2 separate regions of the Zea mays genome follow, and region 2 is linked to region 1. The links are chromatin contacts, called in public Hi-C maps. All regions are on one chromosome and are shown on one strand. Each heading gives the region's core, a stretch centred on a gene start, on an enhancer-like site or on the middle of the called end of the contact. The rest is flanking DNA. Distances are from core to core; before and after follow the strand shown.

Region 1 (5,548 bases), core at 475-2,974:
ATTATAGGCCAAATGATGTGCTGGAAAGATCACATGCCCTGAGTTAAGCAGGGCAGGCTCATTTTTTTTTCAAATAAACAGACCTATATATTTGCATAAAAGATAAAATATACCTGTTAGAGTAGTGTATGTGAGCTTGCCCCCCATAGTTAGGATAAGATCGTAAGAACAAATCAAGAAAAGAAGATATGCTCTCCCAACCCGATAGACGAGAGCGTATTCCGAAAGAACAAATCAAGAAAAGAAGATATGCTCTGTCCTAGACCCTTGCTCTCAAGAGTAAAGACGAAATGGAGTGGCCTGGCAGCCAAAATTCAAGCCTCTAACTTTAGGGTGTGTGTATTATAAAAAAATCGGCTAGGGATGAAATGACTGCCCTCTCGGTATTATTATATTAAGAAGAGACAAAAACAATAGTTCTGGCCGAGAAAATTATCGAACTCTGGCCCTTTATTATTAACGAGTCGTGCCAACCATCTACTCTGCAATGGCCCAATCAGAAGGTGGTGTATAAAACATCGTAAACCGAGAGCGGATGAGACACAACAAGGGAATTTATTTAATACAGTCAGAAAATTCGTCCACGAGAGAAATCAAACCTAGGATTTGGAGATGCTAGCGGGGCCGTGTATTACAATACCATTTTAGTTTTGTCTGTTTGTTTGGCTTTAATCCGTACCGGCTTGTATTGTTTATACAGTATTTTTGTCTCTATGGATTGTAACTGCAGCAGTCTAAACAGCCGGTTTTAATCCGAAGCTCTCGTAAGGTGAATTTTCAGAGATAATCTGCCGAATCTTCTAATTCCCACTGAAAGCTAGGAGGGCACTGTCTATACATGATGAATTAAAGTGTTCAGACGCAAAGCATGATCCTGCAGGGTGCAGGCGTCTGAAGAATAAGACAAGTTGATGATTTACACGATTTCATTCGAAGTGATATAGCATACGACTGGTGACATGTGAAGCCAATGGAACATGATACGTGTGTATGTGTGTGTATTTGCTGGACGAAGGGGGAGAGAGAGAGAGAGAGAGAGAGAGAGAGAGAAGGCGACCCATAATAATTTGAGATTCTGCCACAAACCAAACAGGTGAGGTCAGCCAAGCCAAGCACTGTTCTCTAGAATTAGCAACAGATTCAATTTTTGAAGAGAACGGAGCGACGCACGTTGATCGCATGGTGTACCAATCATGTAAAGAAGAATAAACTCCCGTGCTAAAAAAAATTTAGAACCGGAGGCAACCCCAGCAGCAAGTTTCGGTTGACCTAACTAGTTGCGCCAGCCAACAAGGTAGGGGGGGCGTTGTCGATCGCTGCAACTGTAGCAATAAATAAACTAAGACCGCAAGAAGAAACTTTGAGGCTCTCGTCGTCAGATCATCAATCTTCGCACCGGTTTCGCCGAACTGCTGAATCAGGCAAAACACGGACGACGGCGGCGAGAACGAGCGCGGAGAACGGGCGCAGGCGGAGAGCCTTACAGTTATTACAGTCGGCGGCTAGCAGCGCGGAGACCGGAGCAGCGACGCGGGCGAGGAGTTCCACCGCCGGGTAGTGTGCGGTGCGTCGTCCGTGCGTGCCGTCGGAGCGGGGGGGTTGCGCGGGGTTTTATAGGAGACACTCGTGCGATGCATGGAGAATGGGGGGGAAATACTCTGTGACTGTGCCCCAGGCGGCGAGGAGGATAGAGTGTGTGGGGGGAGGAGTTGGGAACTGGTGCTGGGTGGGGGGTTTCTCCGGCCGGCGTGGGGAGGAGAGGGAGAGGTAATTGGGCGATGACGCCAGGGCCGACGGTGCTTGCAATTGGCAGAATTGGATCCGCCTGGGATTCCAATTCCAACTGCTTTGGGGTTGGGTTGGGTTGGGTTCGGTGCGTGCGTGTATCTCATTCCATTTCCATCCCGTGTTTTCTTTTTCTCTGATCTGATGAATGACGGCAAGAAAGAGCGGGGGAGCTTTGGCACCTTCGCCGTCGTCGTCGATGATCTGACGGTTGGGTTTCACCCGTTTCTCCGGCTTTTTCTGACGGAAAAGGGCATGCCACTGCCATGGAGTGGAGAGGAGTACGTCCAGCAGGTCCAGCCTCGTCGTGATGACGGCATGACGCGGCATTCCAACCCTTATTATTTAGCACTGTATACGGAGAGATGCCAATAGTTACCCGAAACTCGAATAATCAATAGATTTTATCCGATATAAAGATGGATACGAGAAGTTTTCTATACTGGGTATACCTGCGGTATATTAATGGGTAAAACATCTACTCTATATAAAAGCGATATAAAAGCGCTGCGGGGTTTTATTTACAAGTTCAGTCGTGTTCCTGGAATTGATGATTGGAATGTCTCCTAAGTCCTGATAAGTGTGATCAACGTGGGACGTACACCGTCGTCGTTATCCCCATGGAAGAATCGTACAGCGTTCCAAAATCCCAGCCAAAATGCGTGCACGGTCACGATGGGAACATATATCCTGCATAGGAATGGCAACGGGGAAATCCCCGTCGGGTTTTGGCTCCCCGTACCCCGTCTCCGCGACAAAAAAAATTCTCCCGCGGGAATTCCCACGAACTCTTGCGGGGGCTTTTCTTCCCCATCCCCGTTCCCCACGGGGATAAATCCCCATCGGGGATCCCCGTCTCCGCTTAAATTATAATTATGACACACTTTCTTTGTTATTAATACAAAACATTATCACTTATATACATTGTCAGATGTTAGAACTCATTATGTGTACATCAAAATAACAAATTTATACAATGAGTTATCTCTTAACAATATAATTATTTATGTTTATTATTATATATTACATGAAAACATCATCATATATAAGTTTAACGGGTCCCCGCGGGGAACGGGGATGGAGAATGTTTCCTTATCCCGTCCCCGTTTACCCATCGGGGGAGGATTTTTCCTCGTTTACATTCCTATGGGGGGAGAACCTTCCTCATCCTCATCCCCTAATGGAGGAATTCCCCGCGGGGAATCGTGGATCGGGGCCCATTGCCATCTCTAATCCTGCATCATCCGCGGTTGCCAAAACAAAGCTCAAACACACACACAAACGGGGAACCACGTCATGAATATGATGCGATCTGCATGCAAGTTGGCCGCTTTAGAATTTACGTGCTCCTCTCTCCTTCCCATGTCATTCCCATTTTTAAAAAAAGTAAGTTCGTTCTAGCTTTCTTAACCGATAATTTCTCCGTTTCGTTTTAGTTGTCGCTAGATAGTGCAAAATTGAACTATTCAGCGACAACTAAAAACAAACGGAGGGAGTATAAGGTAGTCGATCTGATCAATTTTTATACTATAATAAAAGAATATAATATTTATGTTATTGGGAAAATATCGTTAGATTAATTATTAGCTGTACTTTTATCGTAAATATCTGTTTGATGTTACAGATACCTACAATACTCTGTATGTTTTTTTTATCAGACCTGATACACGTCTTAAACCTCCAAAACAAAACCAAAACAAAACAGAAAAGTTTGAACAGACATACAATTTGAAAGACGGGAGGAGTACGAGATTCTCTCTCGTGATTAGGTAGAGATTACTCTACCTAGTACATTCTTAATTCTTTACTAGGTGAGTGCCCGTGCGTTGCAACGGAACCGTATAATAACACAATAACCAAAGAATGAGATAGAGATTTGCCTGTTTCCATTATACGAGTGTACTGAATATACATGTAAATGAAACAATTCCTGAACTAATGGACCAAAAACTGGAACATGTATCCAGTCCAAGAATTGTACACCACCAATCAAGTAATCCCTTCCCAACTCATCAGTCACAACCTCCAACCTAGGGCCTAATGAATCAATATGTATCATAGTGCAAAATGAACAAGAATTTGGCTCACTGTCTTGTACAGGGCATGGCGATTCTGTATCTTCTCTAATGCACAGGGCATGGCGTTTGTCACATATCTCCAAAATCTGTATCGCAATTGTATGATCAGTGCTAGTTATGTGCCCGTGCGTTGCAACGGCATATAAAATATTCGATAATATTAGTGCTCTTATGTTTATTTATCTTTGTGTTCAATGGTACATCCAGAGAAGCATAAAAAGAAAAGGCTGGATCATGATCCAACATACTAAGATACTTGTTTTTACATTTACACATGATTGCACATTAGTCATGGCCTGATTGTACCTTACACAAATATACAAATGTTATATTCATCAACAATTATTTGTACCAGATACTGCATCACATAAATTCACATATCATATGAAACCCAAAGTGAACTACCTTATAAATAAAATTTATATTACTAATGTCTGAATAATTTTAACTAAAAATTCTACACGATATTAGTATAAACCAATTAGCAATTCGTAAGATTAAGATTTATGTGACTTTACCAAAAGTCCAACGGAGAGGACCTAAAAAAGTGAGTCATAGGATTTCCAAAAAAAAGTTCAGTAAAAAAGATAGTGTACTACGATGGAATAGAAGAGCCCCTACACTATTACATGTACATAGCACATTCACAAAAAATAATGGATGCACGGACAATGGCATTCAATTGTTTTAATGGGCTTATTATACTACAGAGAAAATGAATACTACATGTAGGCCATTATTATAAACAATAACCACAACAGAAGTTGCTCAGACAAAAGACATACTACCAAATTATCACTGTGTTAACGCATAGACATACTACCTCATAGGAAATAATATGAACAGTAGACCTCTTTGCAGTTCAAAGTGCTAATTTGCATTTGCAAATTATCACTGTGTTAACGCATGCCAACGGTAGAAAGGTGTTTTATAGTGGTAGAGATTTACATCAAACAATACTACTCAACTCTCGTATCTTAAATGACACATGTTCAGTTCAAAGGTGCTAGATGTAAACATGGGAAACCAGAACGTAGTGAAACCAGGTCAGCCTTACAAGGCTATATATTTTATTTATTCACCAATTGAAAAAAAAAGAACTGCATTTAAGATGAACATATAGTTGCAAGACATTGACATGGGGTGGATAAACGGTCACTGAATCTAGGACCCTAATAATTGACAAAGTTTCACTATAGAATTACAAAAGAACGTGGGCTTTGGAGTCAATAGATGGGGCATTCTTCTTACTATTAGTTTCAATAATCATTGCTTGCTGTCTACGAAGCAGTACGAAAGTATACAACAAAATAAAAAATGGCTAAATGCAAAAATCGTGTTACTGCAAACTGAATATAGGATTGGAAAACTTTCGAGAAAAAAATATAGGATTGGAAAACTCAACTGGGCGATTTTGAATCGGGGAAGATGCGACCAGGACGATTTTGAATCGGGGAAGATGCGACAGGTGAGCAGCCAAGAGATTCTTATCTGCTTTGAGGAGACAGATGGCATAAACAGGACTCAAACAAATAAATATAAATGACATATAACAGTTGAGATGAAAAGCTTTAGAAAGGAAACAGTGAAATTATGCATCCATTCTGCAACAATCAATAGATCAAATAAAAGGCGCCCATTAACTTACTGGAGTTTGAACTGTCCGTTTGGTGACTGCATAGGAT
Region 2 (5,773 bases), core at 434-2,933, 130 kb after region 1:
TCAAAGGCATCCTCCTCTTCTTCCGGCGCCCTCGACGCCTTCCCTCCAGCGGCTGCCTCCTCCTCCTCGGGCGCCGCTGAAGACGAGGGGCGCGCCGCGTCCCCGGCGACCGCCTGCTCCTCCGCCACCGGCAACGAGGGGCGCGTCGCCTCCTCGGGCTCCAGCTCGATCAGCACCATGTCTTTCCCCCGAGCCGCTACCTCGCCGAGCGCTTCCACCTAGCCGTGGTGATGGCGGTGGAGGAGGGAACGTAGCGGCTGTGGCGGCTGCGTCGCCAGTGGATATTGCTGCCCGAGGATACCTCTGGCGACGAGGGGAATCACCTCGAGGAGATCAGGGTCTATGGATCTACTGCGTAGACATCCAGCGGCGGCGGTGGTAAGCTGGAGACGGAGAGGCGGCAGTGGAGGCGAGAGAGATGGGATTACGGGATTCGCAGAGAAGAGGAGACCGAAAGGTGGACGCGAGGAGTCTCGCAGGTTCGGGGGTTTGGGCGGACGTGAGGTTCGGTTATGCCAGAGTGGAGTATTTTTTTTTCGGGTACGCGAATTTCTTCTTCGCCTTTGTCAGCAAGGTAGATATTACAGACGCGTGTCAAGCATTTTATTACTATATTAACCGCGGCAGCATAGAAGGCTAGAAGCTCAGCTGAGGTGGTCACGCCATTTCTTTTAACTGCAATTGTACGATCTTTATCCAACGGCCAGTTAAAGCGGACTGATCCCTAAGCAGCACGACAGGAAAGTTCCAGAGAAATCTTCATAGCTCCGAAGCAGGTCTCTCAGCAGCAGCACAACAGGATCGTTACAGATAAATCTTCGTCGCTCTCATGATCCCATCCCTCCCCACATTTCAGCGTCCACCTTTTATTATTACTATATTAACCGCGGGAGCATAGAAGCTCAGCTGAGGTGGCCACGCCATTTCTTTTAATTGCAATCATACGATCTTTATCCAACGGCCAGTTAAAGCGGACAGATCCCTCAGCAGCACGACAGAAAGATCCAGAGAAATCTTCATCGCTCCGAAGCAGGTCTCTCAGTAGCAGCACAACGGGATCGTTCCAGATAAATCTTCGTCGCTCTCATGATCTCATCCCTCCCCACATTTCAGCGTCCACCTCAAATAGCCGAACGGAATCCCAGATAACTAAGCTGAGGTGGCCACGCCATTTCTTTTAATTGCAATCGTACAATCTTTATCCAACGGCCAGTTAAAGCGGACAGATCCCTCAGCAGCACGACAGGAAAGATCCAGAGAAATCTTCATCGCTCCGAAGCAGGTCTCCCAGCAGCAGCACAACGGGATCGTTCCAGATAAATCTTCGTTGCTCTCATGATCCCATCCCTCCCCACATTTCAGCGTCCACCTCAAATAGCCGAACGGAATCCCAGATAACTAAGATTATTACTATATTAACCGGGGGAGCATAGAAGCTCAACTGAGGTGGCCACGCCATTTCTTTTAACTGCAATCGTACGATCTTTATCCAACGGCCAGTTAAAGCGGACAGATCCCTCAGCAACACGACAGGAAAGTTCCAGAGAAATCTTCATCGCTCCGAAGCAGGTCTCTCAGCAGCACAACGGGATCGTTCCAGATAAATCTTCGTCGCTCTCATGATCCCATCCCTCCCACATTTCAGCGTCCACCTCAAATAGCCGAACGGAATCCCAGATAACTAAGAAATGGCCACCGAAAAAGGAACAGAGCGAGCTATCCCTCACCAAATTGTCAACCAAGCCTGCTCCCCCTGCCTAGGCCACAGGCCAGTATGATAATAGAGAAAAAGCAAGCAGGAGGGATGGGCGAGTGAGATGCTTCGTTCACGTTCCAGTGATGGTTGAAGCTGGTGCCATTGGGGATGCCCAGACGCGCTTCGTTCACGTTCCAGCGATGGTTGAAGCTGGTGCCATTGGTGATGCCCAGACACGAGCGTGTGCAGCCTGGTTGACGTCAGACGAGCCAGGCACGCTGGACGGGCCTAAGGCGTTCGATGAAATGCCCCCCCAAGAGTGCGACGTGTGCCAGACCGACATAGCCTCTTGGTTTCGTTGCATATTCTCGAAGATGGAAAGTATGAGCTAATATTCATTGAGACATATATATACATATGTTTACATGAATCTGGTTTTATTAGATTCTGTAAGCAAGGGGATTATGATTCTATTTTGTTGTCAGCCCTAGAAAGTTTGTGTTTTTTTATTAATACTGTGAACCTTACCGTCTTTGCACATGGTCAGTCTCTTATGTGTGTCGTGTTGGTTTTAATTCAGTATTGACAGAAGCATGGATTGTTGCTTGTTGGGGACTTGTTCTCAAATGCTAAGAGTTAAGAACAAGGCAACATAAAAAGTGTTAAGTGTTAAAGTCCTTCGTCCTTCGAAGCATTATGTCCCTTCGGGAAATAATGAGTTTCGGACGAAGGTCATAAGAGACATACCTTCGTAAACATAACAAGTAATGACGAAGGATTCATATAAAGCATGAAATATAATATAAGCATCATCATAGAATCATTTCTATTTTATTAACATGGAAAAATAGAAATGATTTCAAATTACAAATGTACCTTCGGTCCTGAGAGAAGGTAAAAAGTACAAGCGTGACGCAAAAGCAAATGCCAAGTCAGCGTGAACAGTACGGGGATACTGTTCACCTATTTATAGACACGGGACACAGCCCTTACAAAATTACATTTATGCCCTTTACATCTGACAATAACTCTATAGTAATCCATCGAGGTCCGAATAGCCTTTTCATCTTTAAGTCGGTTTCCTTTCCTGCCACCATGCCGAAGCTTTTCTGCTCACAGCTTCGGTGCTGTATCAACCTTCGTATGCTTTGAGCTTCTCCCTCTGTGATACCGATTCGAGTCCGAAGATACCTATTTGCACATTATACTCCAGAAACACTATTAAATCATGTTTTTGAGGACCTTCGGACGCCGAAGGTCCCCAACAGTAGCCCCTCGCAATATTAATTTGTTTGAAATAATAAATTCAGATTGCGATATGAACGAAGGCTTTATGCCGAAGGTCCGAAAAAACACCTTCCCTTTGCTAGAATAGCAACATTCAATGACAAGTGGGGTCTTTCAACTTTCAACGCATCAAGCGTATAAATACGGCCATACCGCAAACTTATTTTGCACGCTTTCTGGCCAACCACTCCTGCTCACTCATTTTTTAGCTCTTGTGCACTGTGATCTGCTGAGCTTTTAGCTTTGAAGCTTCGGCTTTTAAAACAGTTTTTTAGTGTTTCCGAAGATGTCCCGAAGGCCGAAGATACTGCAATGTCAGCAGCCTTCGGAGGCCGAAAAAAGAAAAGGCTGAATCGGGTATTTGATGCCATCGGGTTTGTCTACCCTGACTATCGCTACCCCATTCGAAGGCAGAAGAGAAAAAATACAACCTCTGCAAAAGAAGAAACTGCAGCTGCTCCTAGCGAGCCAGAACCAAAAAGGAAGAAGATAAAGGTTCTTACGCATCGGCCGCGTTATATTGAACCAGCTTCGGTGCCTGAGTTTACCGGAGAGACTTCTTCGGCCACCGAAGCTGAAAAACCAGCTGAGCCAACCTTGCTGCCAGAAGTCGCAGAAACAGCCGAAGTACCAACGAAGACAAAATTGGAGCAATCAAAAATTTTGCTACCAGAAACGAAAGAGAAGGCCGAAGCGCCATTCACAGAAAAAATGGAAGAGGTAAAGGAAGCAACCGAGGACTCCAAAACATCAGAAATCTTGAGTCCTTCAGCAATTATTGGGACATCGAAAAATGAGAAAGTGCCAGCTGCAACTCCGAAGAGAAAAAGAATGGCTAATGTGCTAGATGTACTGGAAACGATCATATCTTCGAGCACACCTCCGAAGAAGGCTGCTGTTACTTTTGAAACAACAGCTGAAATTTCTGGTTCTGCAGCTCTAGAGCAAGAAATTGAAGCCGAAGCTGGGCCCTCAGAGCCCGCAAAGGCAAAAACCTTGGAAAGTGAGGCAGAAAAAATAACAAAGCCAACTTTTGCTGAAGGAACTGGTGTTGTTACCCCCGAAGCATCCCCCAAAATTCGTGATTATATTTTTCGTCATGCTTCGGGGAAAAAATTATCAGAAAAAGAAGAACAAGAGGCCCAACACTATGCCCAAAAATTGAAATATCCAAAGGGGGCGTTGATATTTAATGGCAGTGGAGAAGAAGATTTCTTGTATTGCCTCCCCGACAGCAAGGAAATTTCTGTCTGTCGGGAGATGAGCAGAAGCTTCGGATTCCCAACTTTAGAAGACGGACTTTCGGTGCTGTCAAAGAACGATCTGGCTGACAGCCTAGCTTACAACAGTTTAAAGGTGCGACAAATGGAATTCTTATATTTTTGTTGAGTTCAAAATTTTTCGTTTGTTTAAAACTATTGACACAGACATATTCCTGTCTGCAGGTCCTGATACTCAGCAATGCCCTCAGAGCACAGAAAGATGCTGAGGACGAAGGATGTACTATAGCCCTGAGCAACCTTCGTTCCGAAGTAATTGAACTGAGGAACGAAAGTCTCGAAAAAGACAAAATATTGCATTCCTTAATAAATAAAATAAAAGAAGACGAAGCTCTTTTCAAAGGTCAGGCCGAAGCTCAGAAGGGTGAAATTGAAAACCTTCGTAAACAATTAGCCAGAGCTAAAGAGGAATGCATACTTGAAGAAACAAGGCGAGAACTCAGCGACCAATGGGCAAATCATTTAGAAGAAACTGTTAAAGAGCTTCGGTCAGCTAAGAAGAAATGCTTCGACAAATCTATAGAGTGTGTCAAGAAAATAAAAACTAGCTTCGCCAGCGTTGGCGCATTTTCGCAAGAAGAAAACTTTATAAGAGGTAACCCCGAAGGTCCCCTGGAATGGATCAATCATGAGGCGGAGGCCTTTGAAGAAATTTTAAATAGTCGCGGGGACATCTGCGCTTTTTCTGGTGCCAGAGGGATTGCCACCATTTTGGAGGGGAAAGGATGTGAACATGTAAAGATTTTATCGCAGTCCGAAGCCACCTTGTCCACTGAAGATATAAAAGATCCTTCAGCCGAAGCTAGCGCGGTTGGGGGAAAATTTTTCACCGACATCTGGGACAACGGTGGTAGAGAAATGGCCCAAGAAATCATTCAGAAAAGCGAGAAAGGGATTCATGAGGCTAGAAAAGTAGCCGAGGCTGCTGAGAAAAACGCAGAGCCCGAAGGGCAAATAGGTACTGACGAATAGTTTTCATCGCGTTATAACTTTTAATTTTATAGTTCGTTCGCGATCTGTAATAGTGATGTAATAGTATCCCGTCCTCACTCAGATCCTACTAAAGCATCTTCGGGCCCTCAGCCTAAAGATGACGACGAAATTAAAAAGATGGCCGAAGCTATCATGGATCAGGTTGTCGATCGACTGCTGAACGAAGCTGCAGAGATAGTACTTAGGGAAGACTAAGTGCTATTGCAAAAAACATTTGATATATGATTTGTGTAATATTCTGTAATCCTGTATGTAATATACTTGTTTTATGATTCAATTCTTTACGATGCATGAAACTTTAAACACGTACCATTTTTGAGTCTTCGACGAAAAAACACCTTCCCTTCTTTTCATGCTTCGTGAAGAAGAATTTATCATTTATCACGACAATATCCATAGTGTTCTGATAAGAAATATCCAAGCTTCGTAAAAATAATCCCCGAAGCTATGCCCCGAAGATCAATATTGTTTCTCCCTGTAACTTGGCATGATTTGCCCTTTCTCAAAGCATTTTCCG

What was found. Hi-C and Micro-C count contacts between places; a contact is called where the count stands out from the background.
Region 2: a Hi-C map of endosperm shows a contact between it and region 1, with 4 times the contacts expected there. The contact joins the promoter of LOC100278691 here to the promoter of LOC542220 in region 1. A contact is called at or near these places in 4 of 25 Hi-C or Micro-C datasets (bundle sheath, endosperm and leaf).

What each region holds. Positions count from the first base shown.
Region 1 is chr1:294,105,934-294,111,481 of Zm-B73-REFERENCE-NAM-5.0, forward strand. It overlaps LOC542220 (glutamic dehydrogenase 1), which reads right to left and starts at 1,725. Exons shown (of 10, transcript NM_001254781.1): 1 at 1,485-1,725. LOC103644169 reads right to left here. Exons shown (of 7, transcript XM_008667362.3): 6 at 5,512-5,548; 7 at 4,523-5,354.
Region 2 is chr1:294,240,941-294,246,713 of Zm-B73-REFERENCE-NAM-5.0, forward strand. It overlaps LOC100278691, which reads left to right and starts at 1,684. Exons shown (of 1, transcript NM_001364479.1): 1 at 1,684-2,167. The coding sequence starts at 1,840. The coding sequence ends at 2,088. LOC100381665 reads right to left here and starts at 421. Exons shown (of 5, transcript NM_001174480.1): 1 at 1-421. The coding sequence starts at 179.